2 separate regions of the Bicyclus anynana genome follow, and region 2 is linked to region 1. A link is a contact called in public Hi-C data. All regions are on one chromosome and are shown on one strand. Each heading gives the region's core, a stretch centred on a gene start, on an enhancer-like site or on the middle of the called end of the contact. The rest is flanking DNA. Distances are from core to core; before and after follow the strand shown.

Region 1 (5,141 bases), core at 1,293-3,792:
CTTGCGCTGTTAGTATGTGTGGATGAAATGTTAGAAGCTGTGAATAAATAAGAACCATGTCTTGGCAATCGTTAAAAATCAAATTAATGTTTTTTTTAATTAAACTTTTTTTACATCGACTCGTTTTTAGTTCTATTACAACCCGTCGCGGAGTTAAGGAACGTGAAAGGCGCTTGGAATAGCAGACAAAACCAATATAACAACACCCGTTTAGTTTCACTTGCATCGTGGTTTCATAAAATCATTATGCTTTTTACTTTTCTGCTATGATTGTATAATAGGCGTAGGCTCCATAATGAGACCTCAGCGTCGTCATCTCAGGTTTAGGCCGAGCGCTGAAGTACTTACTGCTACTATATGGAATACCAGTTTTTCTCGGTTCGTGGTTCATTAATTATAACTGTAAGAAAAGGAACTCGTAACCACATAAAATCCTGTATGAAATAATTCCAAGTTTATAGATTAGTCTGCGACGTAGTTTGCGGTGCACACACTCTTGGGATTGAAGTCTTGAGACGCATCCCAGCCGTCAATGGAACCCGATCTCATCCGCGCTGTACAAACCTTCTTCACGAATATTGAGGGCGCATTTCCACTGACGTACGATACGACACGGTTTCCAGAATATAAAAGCCATCTAATTACTATTAATTAGCTGGCTTTTATATTTTGGGTAAAGGAACATCGTCCCAAAAACTATTTTTTGGGACGAAGTTACCAGTAGTTAAGTACCCAGTGTTAAGGCCGCTGTTAAAAAGGTCAAAATAAAGTTAAGCGCCTTATAGTAGACTGAACCTGCTGAGTCATTACAATGTTTTAAAATAGTTATGAAAAATGTCTATTATATTTAAAAAAATATATCACTCAATTGTCACTGTAATGAGCCTAGATTACCAGGGTAATATAAATTGTGAGGAGGTACCAAACAGTAGTACAGACTATGAGAAGAGGTCACTAAAATAATTCAACTATCAACATCACTATATTGGTAATTAACTTACCTAACTGTATGGCCGGGCTAATCTCTCGAACTGCTCTGTTTTTATTGGAATCAAAAGAGATTATTGAGCAACATGTAGACTACTTTTTAATCCGGGAAAATCCATCGTTCCTGCGGGTTTCGTAGAATGCTGAAGCTCATGCTGGTGTCCGTTATCCCTTGTTCGTATAAAGATGATTAATTTAATTATTACCCGTCCCGTGACGTGTGTACAAAGGACCCGCGCACTCCTCACACAAGCTCGGTGTCGCTTCGTCAAATATTTTCCCTGAACCGAGCGCGAGGTGTTATTCCGTGGAATTATAACGTGTTGTGTCAAAACTTGGGCGCAAACAAAAATTTAATTGATTCTCATACAAAACCGGGTGTTATGTTTCGTTGTGATATCTGAGATGTTTGAGGTTATTTGGAGGCTGTTTAATAGATAAAGAAGTAATTTTAATTTATCAACATTCTTAACTAATATTTTAAAGAGGTAATATATCATTTTTGTTGGTTTGTAATAAATAGGCTCCGAAAGTAAAGGACCGATTTTAAAAATTCTTTCACCAATGGAAAGCTATCAGGCTCCAGGTAGCAGGTTATATTCCCATGGGTATATGAACTAACGCGAAAGACACCGCGGGGCATCTGCTAGTTCGCTGGACGATCGTTGACTAAACCTAAACATGGAAAAAGTCGTTTTAGCAGACTCAGAAGTGATTACAAAAATAAGAAAACTAATGTCGAACAAAGGTTATGATTCACAACATTTGTCAGGACAACTTATTTAACAAATCAAACTATAACCAAAATAAGATCCTAGAATGGCAGAGAATAATCTTGAGTGAAGTCACGCACTTGTGAACGTTGTGTGCAGGGTTAAAAGTACCTTTGACTGTTAACAAACACTCCCCTTTTCCACTCAAGTCACTCTCCCCGTCTATCCCAAGTATTACACAACAAGAGATGTGGACGGCTCGAACGCCACGAGCACACTGAAGCCGTCCGTACCGCAAGTCGTTGCAACGCGGCGATAACAGTCGCATCAGCGAAGCTCTTTTCTTTCAATATTTAAACCTGAAAATTCTATAACATAGATGTTTTTAGTTTTAACCGACTAAAGCGTACCGATTAGTCAACTTCTTGTCAGTCAATCTTTTACCCATGATTTCCATTATTTAACATTTTTATTCAATACCTAAATCTTTCTTTTTTCTGTTTCTAAACCCAAGTCCCATCATATTCAGACTATTTATCCAAGAACCAACAAGACAGCATGGTTTAGTAGGTACCTACTTTCTGTACTCTTGATATATGAAGCTTGGACCGTCCAGGCTGCTCCATTGCGGACAGACGAACAGGCCTATTTAAAAAAAAGTGCCTTCATGGTACTTAAAAAATAGATAAAAAGCTTTAAATTGCTCTTATTCAGAGTGGGTTACCGGACCTGTCAAACGATGCCCATCTCAAAATCTCACCCTGTGTAGGCTCAAATGAATACACACCATTATGGTCATTAGCTGCTAATTAATAAGACCCAGTGTGGCGCGGCCCGGGTCTGGGAGTGTCCGCGCCCGATAGCGTAATCCCGGCTTTTTATCTCACACGCTGTGGGAAGGGACTAATAAAGTAGCGCGGATGTTTGACAAGAATACGGAGACCTTTAACCGATTACGTCGAAGGGTATTATGTTATTGACCCAGTTTTTGTTTAAAAAAGTGGGAGATATTGGTATATGTATGTTTTTTTTATTTTTTACAAGGTGGGCTACCTTTTCTTGACTACAATTTCACCTGAAGGTAAATGATGATGCAATCTAAGATACTAACTAACTTATTAGGAGTAGGATGAAAATCCACACCCCTTTCGGTTTCTACGCGACATCATACCGGAACGTTAAATCGCTTGGCGTTACGTCTTTGTAGAATGGTAACTAGCCACAGCCTAAGCCTCCCACCGACCAGATCTGGTCAAATTAAGAAAACCTCAATCGGCCCAGACGAGTATCGAATCCAGGTATAGTCCGTCACAGAGATTAGCGGGCATGGGATGATGTTAGAACCGGTAACGATCATTATCAAATGTTAATGAATATGTCCGTGGAAGATGTTATTGACATGTAAGTATACGTGCTCTATGCTAAGTATATACAGCTGACAATTTCTTGGAAAGAAAAATAACCCAATGTTTTATAGCTCCCAGGAATCGAACCTAGATCAGCAGTTTCACCAGTTTAACCAGTGTGTCAACAAGACTAATATTCAGATTGATCTGCGTTAAATTCGGGCATTCGCGTCACAGTTTATCTAGGCATGATAATCTTACAGAATGTATTAGTAAATGTAGAAGTACCTACCTACAAGTAAAGAATAACTTTCAAAAAAGTATTTTTTTCAATTTTATGTAAAACAACTGTGTATTGATTACTCAATCAATATAAAAACAAAAAAAATAATCACATTTATCTAACATCTGGTAGTAGAAGGGGCGCGGTGTCTTGTTTCATTGTAAAAGGACAATTAACAAAATTTTCTCATGCGGGCGGATATATTTGGAATGGTATAATTAATAAAGTTTAATATTCTAGACTAGGGTCCGTCCGCGATTTCGCTCAAGTCGACCTCCATGATGATTTTCCCATAGAAAGATTAACTAACAAAAAAAAAGATAATCCAAATGTTGATAAGTCTATCATTAAAAATATCGCGTGAAATTTCAATAGACTAAAGATCTATAGACATAATAAACATACCTTGCATTTCTTTCCTTAAAAGTTGAAAATATTAATAATCATTTTTTATTCAAAAAAAATCTTTGTCTAATTTAATCGATAATTCAAGTAAAACTTCTTATTTGATAATTTTGCAAAGATTGAAGATTTCAAAATATTCAAAAACATGTGTCAATGCGTGTGATGACGCGCCTTTAGGTATATTGATGACGTTGTGTTGCAAAGACTTACGAGTTACATACGGCGCAGGTTGTATTTGGAAATTCTACTATAAGGACTATTATCTAACAGTTGACGAATCCGCTGATATGATATGATGATGATGATGATGATGACACGAGTCTAAAACGGACATTTGTCATAAAGACATCTCTACTCCCATCCGTGAGAATCCAGAGCAATAAAAAAAAACAGATGTCCGTTACACAATTCGAAATACAGATGTATTATAAGCCATAGGGCGCAGCGAACAAGTCGGTCCCCGCAGGACCTCAGGGGCAATGTAAGTCACGATCAGATAGCCGACGGCTTTATTTTTGTAATAAATTACCGACCGCAGTGTTTTCACCTGCCTTCCCTTTATTTGGGACCGTTTCGGGGATTACAGGTGCGTATATTGATTTAGGGCCCCTGCATACGCGACCACACGGGCGACTGTCTGGCGGATGTGTCGATTACAGAGTTGTGAAAGATCTCGTCATTTTAAAATATATGTACTACACATAGAGCGTTTGTAAGAAATGTCGTCATTTTAAAATTTAATTTAACGTTATTAGTTTTTTTTCAAGGCAGTGTATTTTTAATGAGAAAGAATAAAATCAAAAATCTAAGCTAACTTATGCCTATCTCAATAACTAAATTAATAACCATATATTGTAAAATATATAGTTTTACGTCAGCCAGCGTGGTGGACTAATGCCCTAACTCCTCTCATTTTGAGAGGAGATTCGAGTTTAGCCGTGAGCCGAATATGGGTTGATAATGATGATTCTAAAATATATGTACTACACACATACATGGTCTAACTTTTTTCAAGGCACTATAATAATTATTTTTAATGAGAAAAAATAAAATCAGAAATTTAAGCTAACTTATTTCTATCCTAACAAATATACATGTCATGCTTATGTGGAACAGTGGCAAGAATATTGGCTGCATTTCCGCGTTGGACAGCGAATCTAATTCTTTGCGCAAAAAAAATGAGCCAGGCAACCTAGTCTAAGCCTAAAATTAGAAAATAAATTTAATGTAATTATCAGCAAAAAAAATCTCAACCTGGACTTGGGAAGTTGATGGTATTAGCCGTGCCTAGGAGTCCAGTTGTTATTGTTAACATTTAATAGTGGTTATCAATTTACATTGTCATCCGCCATCTGTTATCGACGCATTGTGGTGGGTTATTTCCATATCCCCTCATCTCCCCATACT
Region 2 (5,125 bases), core at 1,132-3,631, 45 kb after region 1:
GAGTAGTCCAACGGGCAAAGATATAAACTCAAGACTTCTCTGACTTGATTCAACACACAACTATAGAGCTAATAATAGTTTTATTAAATGTTTCTTTGATAACCGAAAACCCGTAAGAGTGTGGGGAGATTTTGTATTTGTAAAAAAACTAACCCCACGACTTTCATTCTTTGTTGTTTCTAACTCTACATTTTCCCACAATACGGGATCATACATACAATTAATACAAACAGATTTATTTTTATAAACAAGAACGTTAACCGTGTCTTTTATAATATGAACAACTGCATTCACCTTAAAGAATCCTTCATTCTCTTTATTCAGCAAAAAAACTGGATTACGAGTGTGTACATCAATAGACGAAAATTCCAAAAAATCTCGGATTTGATTGCAAACCCATAACCCTGGATAAATTAAAGGTATTGTTAAATCTTTCTTTGATAAACATTAATTCTGTTAAGAGTGCAAAGATTTTGTATTTGTATAAACCGCACGCCACGACTCTAAATCATTCATTGTTGTCTCTAACTCTACGTTTTCACACAATACGTGGGATCATATAATTAATGCACCCCAAAGACATTGCCACAATCGCAACCAAACCAACGGTAGCTCCGTTTCAACTGGCTTTTGTTTCGTTCGAGATAAAAACAAGAACGCAGACTTTGCGAAAGAAACTAGTCTACGAATATGATAGTGTATTTTAGTAGTTGTGGACCTAAACATCTAAACGAACACTACTAACTTGAAAATACCTAAACTGACTGAGACTGACTGATTAATACGTCGTTAACGTTTACCTTTTAACATTTTTAGTTATCTTGAAACTCACTAAAAAGCTTTTCTAGTGCAACAATCCTTTATCTCGCCATTCTCATCAATTTCAGACCTAGTGATGAGATGATTGCCTTTTTAATGAATCAATAGCTTTTCCAATTTGTTAAAAATAATGGATATAGGTACTCAAGATAACCATTACTTTAATAAGTTATTAATGCAGTGAATATGAAAATTTTCAATTATTTACTTCTCGTCATCGATAAGGACTTGCCAAACAATGAGCCCTGAAAAACAGTGTAAAATATATTCATAGAACTGGTGTGATTATTAATTGCCTACATTATTCATCATTTGTCATTGTTTACCTAGCTGAAGACTTCTACTTAACAACTACAATTTTTTTTTAATAATTGCCGTAGAGATAACTAAAATACTTTTCCTGTAGCTTATAACATTCTTCTTAAGTTATGACTGTATTGGAGCAAATAAAACATAACAAAATTATTAATTTCGGCGTCTGCGAGTTTGAACAATATTTATATAATACTTATTCGGAACTCTAAAGAGCAGAAAAAGATTAATTCTATTCAAAATGTAAACGATATCATTCTACTTACGTGATATACCTATAAGTAAAAGTATAAAGTAACTTTATAAAGAATTATGTTTAAATTCTGTTAAAATTCTTTATCTAGTTGCTTTTAAAGTTTGCTAAATAAACATAAAAAATAATCAGAAAAAGGATTGTCCATGATGATAATAAAATGTGATCAATACTTGAAATAAGTAAATCTAAATAAATTTAGTAAAACAAATGAAAGTAAACTTAAATCATAGACTTTATTTCTACATACAAAACAGGATATTGTTATAAATTAAAATTAGTATCAAGGTGATAATTTTGTTTGTTCGAATAATTGAGAAAACAAAGAAAGGAATTCAAATCACGAAGATTATAACAACCATCACTAACTCTACTGTTTTGAATCTAAATATTTACAAAGGACGGGCTAAAACAAGGTGCGAAATACACATTTGCGACGAACAGAACAACGGCAAAAACCTGTAACTGTGCTTTATAAAACAGTAGATATCAATAAAATTTTGGCAGTGACAAAAACATGAAAATTTGCAACACAAATCGCACTGCAGTATCTAGTGCAGAGGTTTTTGTGTGCCGGTTTAAAGAAACCCTCTGATTAGCATATTACACAGACACCCACTCTCTATGTGGTCCAACCATCATTCCACTAATGTATACTATCTCAACCCCAACTCGCATTACCGATTAAAGAGCACAGTTACGAGCGATTTATTGCCGTACAAAATGTTGTTTTATATCATTATTCAAGATACTGTGACGCTGGGTGCAAAGCTTCTTGACGTTACCACTCTATACAACAGGTTCGTTCACATTTTTGTAACAGATAACACTTCGGGCGGCACAAGAACACTGGGTCTATGCATATTTTAGTGATTGGCAGTGAGATTTTTGGGTTATTTTGTTCTATTTTGTATGTGAATAGTACGGGCCGCGACGCTACGTTCAGGCGCCCCCTTCGCGCGCGCATAAACGACTGATTGTATTACCCCGGCTGAAGGTTTCTGTCCCGGCCGGCGCACGATGTACACTTCAATCGCGTTCCGTTTCAACCACAAACATATTGATTCTCAATTCTTATATTTATTTATTAAAATATAATAAGTCACTCCAATTTAAATAAACGGTATTTATTCAATAACTTTTAGTAATATATCTGGTATTTTGTTAGTAAAATTTATTTTTTTGTAGATATTTCACAAGTTCATACATTTATTTGAATGTTATTATATTCTTAATTATCGTACGAATTAGTAATGCGGTTCTTGGTTTTCTAAAACATGAGAAATTTGATAAAACATGATAAGTTCAATTTACAATTTGTGCTTGAAAAGGAACGGGAACCGAAATTGGCAACAGTGACGCCATCTCGCTCGCTCTACTCGAACCAAAGCAAAGCTCCCAGAGTGGTGCGTGTTTCAACCCTGTGTACCCTTCTCAATGCAGGGTAACACTACCCAATATAACCTGACCCCAAGCTATTGTTCGTTGTATCCGTTTTCGGGAATATTACGCGACGCCGCGGAGTTCCATTCAAATTTGGTTTGGTGGGTTTGTTACAATACAAAGCGTAGGGCTACAATTTTAGGGCCAACAAATGAGAAAGGGGAGAAAAAACGTCCGAACGTCAGGTTTATTGACATTTCGCCGGGCGATAATTAAGGCTTACGACGGTTCCGTAGTACGAGGGTCTATGGAAGTTATCGACACACCGTTAAATTTTAAAGCTTGGATTTTCGTTTCAATTAGTTCGTTTCGATTGGCTCTTAAATGAGGTTGTAACAGGGTGCTCATTTTTATTGGATTTCGGCGTTTAACAGGTAGGCATTTAATGGAGATCTGTCGCATAATAAGCTGGTTGTAAAAGGAACTGCCCATCTTTTTGTGCAATACGTTTTGACTCGGGGTCTTTAATTAGCTCAAGTCTTGAATTTGTGAGGACAGTTTTAAGCTCTTTTCAAATTTATTGTAGTTTGCCTGTTTAGTTATATAAGAAAATATATCCTTTTGCCACCGAAAACTAATGACATTAATACATATTTAAAATAAAATCTTTCATATAAATCACAGAATATAGAACGCTAAATTTAATTCATAGTTCGGTGGTGTAAATTCCATACTAAAAAAAAATAAAAATTATATTATTTATAGAAATTTCATGCAAATCGGATTAGTGGTTTAGCCATGAAAGAAACAGATAGGTATACAAACTTACTTTCGGGGAAGCTAATCCTAATAACTATACAAATCATGCCCACATGGAATGGTGGCAAGAATACTGACAGCATTTACTTGTTGGACAGCCAGGCTAATCCTTTGTGCAAAAAATGAGCTAGCCCTTCTGTTAACAGTCAAGGCAACTAGTCGCGGTGAAATAATTCAGAGAAATTATTTGGTACTCCGACTCCATGGCCCAAGGGTCTCACTCACAGCGTGACGGTGATTCGTATTAAATACGACCTTCACCTATCCGTTTAAACGATGAAAAGTGTTTTATATTTAGAACTTTAAAAATATAACACGAGACAACCTGCCTCAAAAAGTCCTGGCCAAACTGCCATTAATGATAGGTAATGATTTTTAGTAATAGTTTGGCCAGGAAATTTTTTAGGCAACCTAATCGCCTAAATTAGTATTTTCTTTAACGTACTTTGTTGTAAAACACTTTTCATCCAATAAGCAGATGGGTGAAGATATATAGATTTTTTTATAAGGATCTTCTACTATTAGCACAATCACAAGCAAGCTGCAATCTCCTACTGCAGCTTAATTGCTATTGTTTTACTAAATGTTCGTGGTATAAAGTGTAGTAATACACTAAGTTTAATCGTATAGCCGTGTAAGTAGTTCCTATAAAATAAAATTATTAAATTATTAAAACAATTATTTTGCTTTATTTTACTTGCAGAGTAAGTTTTTATTTTTTATTCTTTCTTTTGCATTCTTCTCAGCTTAGCATAATGAAGAAGACGCCATCTATTACAATTTTTGCCAAACAACAACTACGTACAACTGCCATCTACTGAAAACCTTCTATAAACCTCGCCCATAACGCTGTTCAAATAGCCTCCAATAGATGACGCTACGTGTAAAAAAGTGTACGTTATTTTATGACCAAAGAGGGCCCTTCCCACTGCGCTACTTGGTCATCAAAATATCATCATCATCATCATCATCATCATCATCATCAGTAACAGTTTATGGCCGTCCATAGGCCTCTTGCATTATACTTCCAAATACCACGGTTTCGAGTCGCCACCATCCAGCGGCTCCCTGCAACTGGCTTGATGTCTTCGGTCCACTTAGTGGCGGGTCGACCAAATTTATCAATCATAAAAGCCTCGATAGCTTTACGGTAGGAGTAGTTGGATTATCACCAAGGGGTGGTGGTTCGATTCCCGCCCCGTTGGTCTATTGTCGTACCCACTTCTAATACAGTCTTTCCCGATTGGTTGGAGGGAAATGGGAATATTGGATATATTATAAAAGATATGGCAAATATTCTTTTTTTTTATTTAAATATATTATTTCTGCTGATTTTGATCTTCATTGTGACTCCACTCTATGATTTATGCATTGGTGAAAACCGTATAAAAATTTGTTCAGTAGAGTTTATTTGAAATAAACAGTAAACGGACAGTATCTGGAATATTGTTTTGTAATGGTAACTACTAAGTGACAATAATAATTTAATAGAAGATCCGAATTAAAAACGACCTTCACCCATCTGTTTAATGAATGAAG

What was found. Hi-C and Micro-C count contacts between places; a contact is called where the count stands out from the background.
Region 2: a Hi-C map of whole body shows a contact between it and region 1, with 1.7 times the contacts expected there. The contact joins the promoter of LOC112044092 here to the enhancer-like site in region 1. A contact is called at or near these places in 2 of 2 Hi-C or Micro-C datasets (whole body and whole larva).

Annotation. Positions count from the first base shown.
Region 1 is chr7:16,416,964-16,422,104 of ilBicAnyn1.1, forward strand. The region is part of intron 2 of LOC112044092; the gene reads right to left. Among protein-coding and RNA genes, the nearest start is that of LOC112044092, 45 kb to the right of the region's middle. Within about 2 kb of position 2,543, at least 4 of the 8 cell types and tissues checked have open chromatin away from gene starts, as enhancers often do.
Region 2 is chr7:16,461,846-16,466,970 of ilBicAnyn1.1, forward strand. It overlaps LOC112044092, which reads right to left and starts at 2,382. Exons shown (of 13, transcript XM_052882492.1): 1 at 2,170-2,382.